Regions from separate parts of the Danio rerio genome. Here region 1 is linked to region 2. Evidence: chromatin contacts called from public HiChIP or PLAC-seq data. All regions are on one chromosome and are shown on one strand. Each heading gives the region's core, a stretch centred on a gene start, on an enhancer-like site or on the middle of the called end of the contact. The rest is flanking DNA. Distances are from core to core; before and after follow the strand shown. Region 1 holds the start of gtf2h2 (general transcription factor IIH, polypeptide 2). Region 2 holds the start of dhfr (dihydrofolate reductase).

Evidence for each region. HiChIP or PLAC-seq counts read pairs in DNA pulled down with a chosen protein or histone mark.
Region 1: an H3K4me3 HiChIP or PLAC-seq map of gastrula embryo shows a contact between it and region 2, with 2.5 times the contacts expected there. The contact joins the promoter of gtf2h2 here to the promoter of dhfr in region 2. A contact is called at or near these places in 1 of 18 Hi-C or Micro-C datasets (caudal fin) and 1 of 4 datasets of contacts at active chromatin or transcription factors (gastrula embryo).

The regions. Positions count from the first base shown.
Region 1 is chr5:26,828,042-26,834,308 of GRCz12tu, forward strand. gtf2h2 (general transcription factor IIH, polypeptide 2) reads left to right here and starts at 2,822. Exons shown (of 15, transcript NM_201581.1): 1 at 2,822-3,139; 2 at 3,883-3,960; 3 at 5,724-5,760; 4 at 5,885-5,971; 5 at 6,047-6,097; 6 at 6,177-6,231. The coding sequence starts at 3,084. It overlaps oclnb (occludin b), which reads left to right. Exons shown (of 9, transcript NM_001008618.1): 7 at 1-109; 8 at 320-361; 9 at 1,815-2,527. The coding sequence ends at 1,913.
Region 2 is chr5:26,745,752-26,752,381 of GRCz12tu, forward strand. It overlaps dhfr (dihydrofolate reductase), which reads left to right and starts at 2,359. Exons shown (of 6, transcript NM_131775.1): 1 at 2,359-2,533; 2 at 3,291-3,340; 3 at 3,478-3,583; 4 at 4,456-4,582; 5 at 6,596-6,630. The coding sequence starts at 2,442. si:ch211-214j8.12 reads left to right here. Exons shown (of 5, transcript NM_001098191.1): 4 at 1-21; 5 at 113-769. The coding sequence ends at 503.

The DNA of each region.
Region 1 (6,267 bases), core at 1,572-4,071, 83 kb after region 2:
CCACATGGTGTACAAGCGTCTTCAGGCTGAACTAGATGATATTAATCAGGGTTTGGCAGATGCAGATCGAGAGCTCGACAGGCTAGAGGAAGGCAGCCCACAGTTCATGGTATGTAATTTAGGAGACAACAGTTGCCTTAAAGTTTAGATCTCCATCTTAATGAGTGTTATCATGCTGATTCAGCTAAATCTAAAACCTGCTTGTCTGTCACAATATTTTGCACTCTTCTGGTTATGCTTGGAAATGTCAACAATTTTTTCTACAGTACATTTATCATTCAGATATGTTGCATTAATGTATCTCTTTTTCCCTAAATAGGATGTCATGGATGAATACAACAGGCTCAAAAGTTTGAAGAAGGTAAACTTTTTATTTTACTTTTTTTTTTTGTATATTTACCCCCCGTAGGCTACATTTTGTTTGGAACAGTAATGAATTTTATATGTACCATCTGTTGAACAGCTCTTCGTAGTAAAGGCTTGTAATTTACAGTTAAAGTCAGGATTATTAGCCCTACTTTGATTTTTTTTTTTTTAATTAGTTTCCAAATTATGTTTAACAAAGCAAGCACATTTTCACAGTATGTCTGATAATATCTTTTATTTTATTTGTTTTATTTTAGCTAGAATAAAAGCTGTTTTCTTTTTTTTTTGTAAAAACATTTTAAGGTCAAAAGTATTATCCCCTTCAAGCTATATATTTTTGATAGTCTACAGGACATGCCTTATTACCCTAACCTGCCGAGTTAACCTAATTAACCTAATTAAGCCTTTAAATTTCACTTGAAGCTGTATTGAAGTGTCTTGAAAAAATATCTAGTCAAATATTATATACAGGGTTCATAGGGTCATGGAAAACCTGGAAAAGTCATGAAATTTTGACATGACATTTTCCAGGCCTGGAAAAGTTTTGGAAAAACAGAAAAACCCAAAAGGTTTTGTAAAAGTCATAGAAAATACATTTACATTAAATCATTTACCAGACATTTTTGTCCAAAGCGACTTAAGCTGCGGTCACACTAGAGCTTGGGCTTGCAAAATTCTGTCTGCTGCGAAAAGGAAAAGGGTTAAACCAAATGATTAGACATTAATAAAAGTGAGTGATTGCTCCATATTTTAAATTTCTTGTTTTAAATGGTCTTCTATTGGTCTTGCACAATCACCGGATGTGATTTCGCAGGTAAGAATTCACTTAGCTTAAACTTTCGTGTGCAGTGAAATGCGAAACACGTGCTTGAGTTTGTGATCTGCCGCATTCATATGCCTATGAATGGAAGTCTATGGTGTGACAACTGCAGTGTGATCGCGGTTTTTATAATAGAAGTGGTTTTACCAACTATTACTAATTAGTTTGACAAATTTTTGTATATTAGAATGGAGGTTGGTTGTTTTTACTTCTTTTCTTTTCTCTCACATTATTAGTGCTGTGTAAGCGTTATCTATTGTACAATAAAATAATTTGAAACTATTGCGTGTTTTATGATATGCTGTAATAAATTTAAAGGTTTCTTATGATTTATCACGTATGTAGACATTACATGAAACATTAGGTCATAAAAATTGACTTAAAAGTCCTGGAATAGTCATTGACATTTTGTAGAAAAAATACATATGAAACCTGTATATACTGTCATCATGTCAAAGATCAAATAAATCAGTTATTAGAAATTAGTTATGTTTAGAAATGTGTTGAAAAATCTTCTCTCTGTTAAGCAGAAATTGGGGGAAAAAATTAATAGGGGGCTAATAATTCTGACTTTAAGGTTATATGTGTAAATGCAAATTAAAATGCATATGTTTTTTCCTTTTTACAGTCTACAGACTATCAGATGAAGAAAAGAAAGTGTAAACAGCTGAAGTCAAAACTCTCCCTCATCAAAAGAAGGGTTAGCGACTACGACCACAGACAATAAAAACCTGGCGCTGGAAACTCAGCAAGGCATACGTGTTGGTTTTACAATTGGACTTTCTCACTTTTTGTGTATTCTGTATTAAGTATCTGCATCATCACTGTATTGTTATCAGGAAATGCATGTCTGCTGTTTGTATATTGAGAGGTTTGTGCTTTTGAGCCAATCTAAACATGATCAAAATGTGGTATCAGTGAAGTATTTTTAAAGCTAGTTTGTTGTCTGTTAACCTTTTTATATATCGTTCTAGTCATTTTAGCATCTTAAAAGCAATACTGACAACTTTTATTGCAGTTTTAGAGACTTTCAAGCAAAGACATTCAATGTTGTTTGTCAAACTGTTTCATTGAATGTTTTTTTAAATCTTATTTCAAATTTTCTGATTATAACCTGTCAAAGGATTGGCAATCTATTTGCTGATGATATTTTTAATTTAAGTACACACTTTAAGTATGGTCGTGAATTAAATGAGTTTTCTAGTTAATGCCAATTGCCTCCTTCGAATCTGCTGAGAATTCACTATTGAACAATTTTAATGTGGTAGGCAAACGGTGTTAAATGTACAGTGTATTTTTGATTGTATTTGTGTAAATAGAAAAATAAAGCTATACAGTTTCCAAATGTGTTTTGTATTTCTCATCTAATGGAATTAATCAAATGAGCAGCTAAACGCTAACAATAATGAAAAACATGAACTTCGATGATAATAAAATTAATGTACAATGCATTTGTCATTGCATTTGCGCACATAAAAATAAAGCTATTAAATTTCCAAATGTCTTCCTTTTATTATTTCACTATAATAAATACATTAACATTTCAGATTCAGCTAATAATGAGGAAGATGTAGGGCCTCCGGTTACCCGGAACTACTTTTTCTTTTTGTGTACCAGGGGACATGAAAAATTGACGTACAAAAGATGCACTAAAGTAAATACCGGTGAATCGCGTTGTTTTTGTAGTAGGCTACTAACATGTAGTAGGCTACGTATTAGTATTTCATTACTAAAAAATCCAGTTTATATGCATGCTCCTTTATTTGTTGTTATACGACTCGAACCTAAGAGTGTCTAGGAAGAGAACAGGCGCAGAAACCTCTTACAAAGTACTAGTCCTGTCTAGAATAACAGCATAACCCTCGAAATAAGTTACATCCTGTGAGAATTATAAACCATGGACGAAGAACCAGAAAGAACAAAACGCTGGGAAGGAGGATATGAACGAACATGGTGAGAGACGTTGAACTTTGTGTGTTAGCATAATTAACATTACATTAACTCGTACGTGTTTTCGTTATGTTCTGTTACGTTATTTTAATAAAGTCTAAACTGTATATTATTACCAGCACTATCATCTCTAAGTAATTGCACCGTTAAACAATCTCATATTAGTTTTAATTTTGTACAGTAACAAATAGCCTATGTAGCGTTTGTTTGGATTTTTCTCTGCTGTTTATGGTAGAATAAATAAATACACATATTAAAGTATTACTTATGTTGTTATTAACAAGTATTATACAGATCTCATACAAATTTAGGTTACATTGGTAACAAAAACTGCTGTATTTTTGGGTGGTAAGGGAACGATTGTACATCATTTTGTCATCAGAAGACTGCCATCAATTATAGGTAAAGTTGCTTTTATATTCACACAGTCGTAATTTCTCCTAATAATATAATTTCACAAAAAATAACAATTGCAAATACTAAATAGTGAAATCATATTATCAGCCAATGACTATTAAAGTCGAATATTGTTCACAGTCAAATAAATAGTGCTAGTGTTGTTTTCAGGTCATTCTTACATGTGATTTCAGAATATTCAAAGTACCATGGTAAACAATATAGGGAGTGTGTCACAAGTTGACACGGATCAAATGTGTGAATATAAAACAAACTTTACCTCAATTCATCCACTGGTGTTTAGACACATACAGTATGCTATAAAAACAGCTGGCATGTGTTTTTCTCAGGGAAGTGCTGAAGGAGGATGAGTCTGGGTCTCTCAAAGCTACTGTGGAGGACATTCTTTTCCAGGCAAAGAGGAAAAGGTGCAGCACTCAAATCTAGAATAAAAGCAGGGCTTCTGTGGGTTTTAAAAATGGTTAATTATTCCCTTTAACAATTCAAGCAGGGTATCTTAAATGTATTATATTTTAAAAACACAATTTATGGCCTTTAAAAGTCTTAAATTCATTGAAATATTGGGTAACACTTTATTTTGATGGTCCATTTGAGTGTTAGTTTGAGTGTTGTCTGCTTAATATCTGCTGATACTGCTATTTCAACAGACTTTTAACTGACTATAAGAAACTTTACAAGTACATGTTAACACACACTAACCCTAACTCCAACCCTATCCCCAACCTACAGTAACAGTCTACTTATAATCTAATGAGAATTAGTTGGCATGCAGATGTAATGTTACTGAAGTTCAACAAATGGACAGTTAAAATAAAGTGTGACCCAATACGGATTTGTATGTCTTAAATCGTTTCAAATAGGTATTAATTTTTCAATGTTCATGTAAAGCTCCCCAATCAGGCCAACATCAGTATACAGTATACAATGACAACACAACACATCTCAATAAAACTTTGAACAAAACAAAATTTAACAATATGGTTTCTCACAGTAACATTTGTTAGTTCTCCATGTGTTTGTAGACCATGTGGTGAGGACACCGACCTGGAAACACTGTTGTACATTAAGGTTATTATAGTTTTTAAAGCTTGCCAAGGAAAAATATGTATGGTTTGCTTATTTTGACACATTAATTAAGTATTATTTAAGTAATCAGATTTTTTTTTTAATGGGAGCAAGTTAAAATCCCTTAAAATTCTGAAAAAGGTTTTAAAAATATTAAATTTAACATGGCGAGACATGCAGAAACCCTCTTTAAGGCTCTAAAAGAAAGAGCAGAAGGTTTTACTATGTTCTTGTTTTAACACATTTTGTTACAGACAGCAATGTTAAGTCAAATCACCACAACGGTTCATCTTATTTTGAATATTCTCTTCAGCTCGTGTATATATCTGGCAATAACCCAGCAGGCACACAACATCATAAGATGTTAATATTAGGTTAGATTTAGGTCATGACGTCAGGTGACCAAAATTCAATTTCTAGCCAGTGTTTAAGGACAACGTTATGACTTCCAATAACAACGTCAAATTATGTTGATATTTGGTTGATTTTAGGTTGTGTTGGAAAGTGACCAATATCCAACATCTGATAGATGTCATAGTGGTTAACGTCCACACAACGTCAAGGTGCAACATGATCAGACGTTGATATTTGGTTGATTTTAAATCGAATTTAGGTTGGATGTTGGAGACTGACGTCGGCCTGATGTTGGGTTCTGACGTCAACTTGATTTTAATTTCTAAACTAAATCCAATGTCCCCATGACGTTGGGGTATATTGTCAATATGACGTCATTTTGATGTCGTGTGCCTGCGGGGAACAGACAGTTTATCTTTATATACCCTCAAAAAGCTCGCGCTAGCACACACACATTTTCTCCTTACGTATGCGCAGCTCATAAAACTTAACAAACAAGACCTGCCTCATGTAGTTTTGCTCCCATAGCAAAAAGCATCTTGATTTAAGAATTTTGCAATTGAAAAATTGCTTTATATTTTTAAGGGCAAATTAAAAATCACTGCAATATGATGATATTCTAGTATTTTTCACTCTTTCCTAGAAATGTGTGGAAAAAGTTACCTTTTACCTTCATAACACCGGCATCTCTGATAAATATCAGTTTTATCTGATTTTCTTGGTTTGATACAGTCTGTTTGTCTTATTGCAGAGTGTTTGAGAGTCATGGACAAGTTCGGCTTGGGATGGTAAAATACATTTTAAATTTACCCATGATTATATATATATATATATATATATATATATATATATATATATATATATATATATATATATATATCCTAACCATGCACATATTTTCCCCCAACCTAGATGCGGCACCTCTTTGTAATCATTGACTCTTCTAGATCAATGGAAGACCAAGACCTGAAGCCAAACAGACTGACCTCCACCCTGAAGGTTAGTATCGCTGCATCTATAGCGGAAGCCTAACGTTAAATAAAATGTGCCAGACTGATCTGTTTCTCTCTTTAGCTGATGGAGCATTTTGTGGAGGAATACTTTGACCAGAATCCAATCAGTCAGGTAATGTATTTGTCTCCATGTCTGTCTTTGAGAGTTAACAGTCTGTGTGGCTCCTGTTAACTGTACTTTATCACCAAAGATTGGGATCATTACCACCAAAAACAAGAGGGCGGAGAAGCTCACTGATCTTGCAGGTTGATGCATTTCTTTTATGTTTGCATATTTTGGAG
Region 2 (6,630 bases), core at 1,109-3,608:
CCTCCGTTCTTTGACACTACAGTAAGTCAAATGTTTTCATTCTGCTAAACCCTTTACCATTATACTGACTATTCTGTTTATTCTTTTCTGTCCTGTGTCCATTTTCCTCAAGTTTTTCCCTGGATGAGCGGCAGATGAAGCCGCCATTGTGTTGGACGTCTTTAAAGGATGTTCTATGGGCTCTACTTAGGGGTGCATCACTCCTACAGAAGCTCTCTTTAATCGCTGTTCCCTGTCGACTGGACCCTGTGTTCAAACTGGTCCTGAATCATCCGGCCAAACCCCTCGACGCTCTGGACAATCCCCCACTGCAGTGCCTGAGATCTGCTAGCTTGAACCGCTCAGATATCACTATGGACACTGTAGTACATGTTGTAAACACTTGCAGGCGCTTATCCTGTTTGGATTTGAGCGGCTGCTGGGAAATGAGTTTGAGCAATATTACAAAGTTACAAAGCAAGACCAAAAGGAGGCGCCATACGCTGCAGATAACATGGACATGAGACGCAGGAGGAAAAGGCCCTGATGAGACTGAAAAAGTGAGATTTTGATTCTATTTTAGATTTTTCTATATTGTATAAAATGTGTTAATCTCTACGCTAAGCATTTCCAGTCATGTGTTAAATGTGCATAATAAACATTATTGATTTAGGAAAACACATAGCCACAGTTAATGATGTGTTTACTACAGTCTGCACTGGCCATGTTTTAACCAAAGGTAAATGTTATGCTAATGTTGCAATATTAAACGTATCTTAGTGTTTCTTTATTTAAAGCACACTTTTTGAAAATTATCAAGCACTTTATTATATTTGAACACAGTTTTTTATGCAAAAGCAAAAGGTAAGAACAATTAAATAATCTTATTTAACATGCATCTGCTCTTTTATTAAGACCTTAAAGCCATTCACTGTTTTTTATGTTACCGAAAGATGAGTTGGTGAAACATTGTTTGTTTAAAAAATGGTGATTAATCACAGTACAGTTTAATTTGTTACATTAGTTATGTACATTAGTTAACAACAAAAGTCATTAAAGATCAGTAAATACTGTAAAACATATTACAGGTTGTTAATGTTGGCTAATTCATTAACAAATGATGTACAATTATACAAAATAACATGCATAATAAAAGCCTGTATCCTAATAAACTATATTTGTATCAGGCCCTTAGCCAGTCTATTAAAAGGGTGGTTCTTTTTTCTCAGAGTGGACCTATTTGCAGTTATTCAAGGTTCAAATACTGCATTTTAGTGACATTTTAAGCAATAATTTGTGTATGGCGGATGGTTATCGATACCACACTTTTTGATGCAACAAAAGTGCTTCCAAAATTTTTGTCAAAGTGCTTATTATACTATTTTTTTGTTTACAAAAAGTTATGTTTATTTACAAAAGTTTTTACAGTTCTATATATAATGTAATCAGATTAGAATTTTAAAAATATGACAACATGCATACTTTTAAATGATAATTTATTATCATCCATCTTACAAAAACCAACAAACAACACCAACAACAACAAAACTTGTTTTAAATTAAAAACTTGCCTGCAGGCAAATAACAAACTGGCCAGCTCATTTCCTCAGTCAGAATGTGTCCATTTCGATAATAAAAGCCTTCTTTTATTGGTTATTCTTCCTAAAGCCTTCTTCTATTGGCTATTTTCACAATTTATGATGACATACTGTCAAAAATGGGACAAATGAGCTCATGTACTGTAGGGGCCAAATTTTGGACTCTGTGAGAAGAGGGCTGGGTCTTTTGAACCACCCAAACCCCTCTTGGCTACGGGCCTGTGTATAATGTTTATATATCTATCCAATGATGCTTTTAAAGCTGTACCTCAAAATGTTTGCTCATAGAAGCTGTGCTTCTGTTCACTTTCGACGGGTGTGTTCGGTTGCTGTTTTTTTGGAGCTGAGATTCTCGGCTCCTAATTTTGGAGTAGTGGAATCGATTACATAATTGACTGCAATGGACTTTTTTAATGTACTCAGACCTTTAATTTTAGTCAGCCAGCCCCAGGGTTTCCAGTTAATTGTCATCCCATACAAAATCGCTGCGTTTAAGATATAATTTCTTTTAAATAAACAGCGATCTTTACTGCCTGGCTGATACAATAGATTCAATATAAAGTGGGCATCAGACTAAACAAGAAGCACTGCATTAAATTATATGTACCAAGCCATGTCTTTAAAATATGGAAATTAACACACACTTCTGAGGTGGAGCTAAACCAGAATAAACACAGCCTTATTGGCCAGATTGCTGACGCCAATGAATTTTAACAGCAAATCACTTCTCGAGCGTCCCAGTGCGTAATGCATATCAATAAGCCAGGCGTTCGACGTACTTGTTCGTGAATCCCCTTGGCGGGAAGAAGGCGAGACCGTGCGTAGTAGCCAGCGTGACTTGTTAACTGTATTTACAAAATAAATATGTCTCGAATACTCAACTGTATTGTAGCTGTTTGTCCAGACATGGGAATAGGGAAAAATGGAAACCTGCCATGGCATCCAATAAGACTAAGGTGAGCGAGAAGTGTTTGTAAATTCGCTTTTATCTAACGTTATTGCTAACTCTTAAGCTAATCTTCTTGATTCAATAATATAAGGCTTCTGTGGTTTTTAGGGCTTCGTGTTGTTTATTTTGCATCTGCAACAGCTCTTAAATTGTTACACCTTTATATGATGTAAGTAGATGTAGAGACAGTTTATTAACTGGGCACAGAAGTTAATCACGATTAAAATTAATATTTTGACAATAAATAAAGCATAATAAGAATGAAGGGGAGGAACGTTAAGAATGTTACGTTAGCTGAACTGAAACTTTTACGAGCGCACAGAGTTTTTAAAGTTGAGCTTGACCTTTGTCCTGTAAGTTACTCCGTTATGTAAATGACCACATTCAGCACATTTAACTCATGATAGTAAAACCTTAACTTACACATCTAACGTCAAGTTACAGACAAACTCGTGCCATATTATTGCTAATCTTGAGGAGATAGCTCGCACAAAACTGAAAATTGTGTCATTATTCATTCAAACAAAGTTGACTTTTCTATAATATAAATGTCAAATGCTCCTGGTGTTTAACATTAAAAAGAAACTCATGAAGGTGTGTAACGTTAACTGTTTGAAGAGCAACCAAGTAATAACAGTATTTCATTTTTATGGTGAACTAATTGATTATATTCAATTATATAAGTTATAATACACTTATTTTTAAAAATTAATATAGAAATTTTAATGTATATTTCACTGCTTATCCCTTGTAATTTTTTACAGTAATGAACTCAAGCACTTTCAGAAGATGACCATGACCCCTTCAGATGAGGGTAAACATATTGTCATATTGGTTATGCCTTTTACATGCTAAGATTTTTTGTCATATTTAATTAGATTGTTCAGATCTTTAACCAGAACTCAGTATTGTGGTCTTTTTCTGTTGCATTCATTCTGTTTCTATTAACAGGTAAGAAGAATGTGGTCATCATGGGCAGAAAGACATGGTTCTCTATTCCTGCAGCGCACAGACCTCTAAAGAACAGGATCAACATAGTTCTCAGCAGAGAACTCAAGTAATCTTTAAAAACTCTTATTTCACCTTACTCTAAAGCACTCTGTTGTATGTAAACAAGTTTTATTTTCTGTCACTAATTAATTTATTTTCTTTTCATGTGCCCTTTCGTTTCCCCCCTTATTGCTCTCATTATAATTTTCTTTATTATAGGCTACTTAAATTTAATTAATAATTCTCTTGTTGTTGATAATGAACTTAAGTTTGTAGAGACTATTCCGTTTTATCCCTTTAACTGCCCCACCAAGTAAAAAAAAATTGGATTGAATTTCTTAACCCCTAATGTCTCTACTTAACACACTCATTGCATTTTTTAACAACACATACCATAATTTATAAAATATCAACCTCTACCCAATGGTTGACATGTCAGTTTATAGTAAAAGTACCGGAATTAATACATATGCTATGAAAATCTGAAAAACAAATATGAAGTGCAAGACCAATTTATTAAAAACATGATCAAAATAAAACCTTTTTGACTAAATCATCTTTTTTTTTTTTTGAAGTATGCCATAAAATAATTCAGATTCTCATTTAACACGTTTTTTTTTTTTCTTCAATAAAACCTAAATCAAGTCTAGTTGTGCAACAGGATTGTTTGTTTGAATTTTTTGTAAACCAACAATGCTGTGTAGTGCAAACCATAATTTAAAACAAGTCATTCATTTAAAACATTAAGAACATGGTTAATCATTTGGTAGAGCAGGAAGTTAAAGGGTTATTTGTAGTGTAACTCGTTGTTGTTGTTGCTGCAGCAATAAATAAATAAATAAACGTATCACTGATCTCAGCTGAGAACTCAAGTAATCAAATAAGACACTAAAGCACTATGCTGTATGTAAACAAGTTTTATTTTCTGTCACTCCACAGGACAGCCCCAGAGGGAGCTCACTACCTTGCTTCAGACTTCAGTTCAGCTCTCCATCTGTTAGACAGTGGCGAGCTCGAAAAACTAGTGGACCAGGTTTGGATAATTGGTGGCAGCTCTTTGTATAAGGTTGGTAAAATTACACAAGTCATTTCTGAGAAGCAGAAGAATGTTAAATGAATTTAAAAATGTGCTTCAGATCCTTAAAACGGTCCTCTGACCCTTCTATGTGCACAGTAGTTTCATCATTTCAGCCATTTTACTAATAATCATTGTGAATGTATGTCGGCACAAGAGTGTTTACTGTCATATTGGGGTGATGCTGTATAAAGACAATAAGTCTTTTTTTTTATTTTGATTTCCTGATAGTAAAACAGGATCCAAATCCCTCCCATTTTACCGCCCACCGAAACGTGGAGTGCAGTTTCCCTGCCTGCCGATCTGATTGACAGCCACAAATTAACATGTCTCTGTAGTAATACATATAATCATATCCACAAGACAGGACATGCGCAAAGCAACTGATTAAAAGATCTGTTCAGCTCGCTGTGATAATCAATCATCATCAAATGTGATCAAGAATGAGTTTTACAGGTTTAAAACATTTTTAAAACAGTGCATGTTTGTAATGTATAACAGCGATTTTACTTCTTTAATTATAAAAGAAGACAATTCAATCCCAGGTTGTGGACGTTAAATCAGGTTTAATTTGGACCTTAACATAATGGATATCCATACAGCAGTAGATATTAACGTGTATCCTGTCACATTTGCCTTGCAAAAACAGGTCAAAGTTAAACGCGCGCACGTGAACATTGTAACGACATTGTATGTAACTCATCAAAAGGCCTAAATTAACTCCACAACAAATACATTACAAAATCATTGGTAAAGTTCTAACTGTAGTATTTCTCACATTACGTGAGATATGCTTCCTTCATGTCTGTCATTGTGCTGTTTATCTGACACAGCCAAGGCAGTGATTGAGGCACACTCTGACAACAGTGAGCAGGGTGAACAAGCATTAAAGGCACAGACAACAAAAACAGCTGCATGGTGTTCAAAGCTATAATTAATAATCTGATGGGCGTTTAGAGCTGAAACTTCACAGACATATTCTGGAGACACAAAATACTTTTTTTTTTTTTTTTTACTTGAAAAAGGGGTAAAATAGGTGCTGTTTAAATTTTTATTCAGAGAAACGGATTTATTTTTGTAAAATTAAAACCACATATTTACTGTGATCCGTATTAGCAATCATCCTAAACGGTATTATTTAGAAAGATTTCCTGCTAAAAAAAGAGGCCAAATGTATGAATATGTATTTAAAAAATTAATGGTGGCAAATTATTGACATTTCAAATGATAGTTAAGTAGTGCTTTTCGTCTTAAGTTTCAAAAACTAAATTTTAGGCCTTAAAGTCTTAAATTCACTGAAATATTGTGTTGTAGACCTTAAATCATTTCAAACAGGTCTTAATTTTCCTACTTTCCAAGTTAAGTTACCCAGTCAGACTGAAACCTAATCACCAATAATCCATCTCAAAACATTTATTTATATATGTATTTATGTTTTATTCATAAAAGTCTTAAACTCAATTTGAAGAAACCTGCAGAAACTCTGTGTGATCTTTATATAAAGTCTTCCTATATTTTGTCATTATTCTTGGTCTGTCAAGATTTTTTGGTTTATAAACTATTCCATTATAAACAATTTTTGATCTTTTATTATCATTATTATTACATTTTGTTTCCCAAAAGCAAATCTGATCTCATTTTAATGTGCATATGTATGGGGTAGAACAATTTGTTTCATGCAACTAATTTCTTATGAAATCTAGCGTTTATTTATTTTTGTTATGGTATTTTTTTTACAGTTTGCTGATAAAAATGACTGTTTTACTAATTATATTCATGCAACAATTACATAAGTGTATGTATAATATTCATTATACAAACACTTATATGTTAGTTACATCTCCGTGTGTTTCAGATTTCTGTATAATCAGTTGTTATGGAAACAGTCTCAAGGCAAACTGTACAAAAGACTTCTTTCCTCATGCTCCTTCCTCCTCATTCTGTTGATATCATGTACAATCCAATCATGGGCTGTTTGTGAATGTTGCGCTGTGTGTTCTTTAGGAGGTGATGGAGCGCTCTGGTCACAGGCGTCTGTT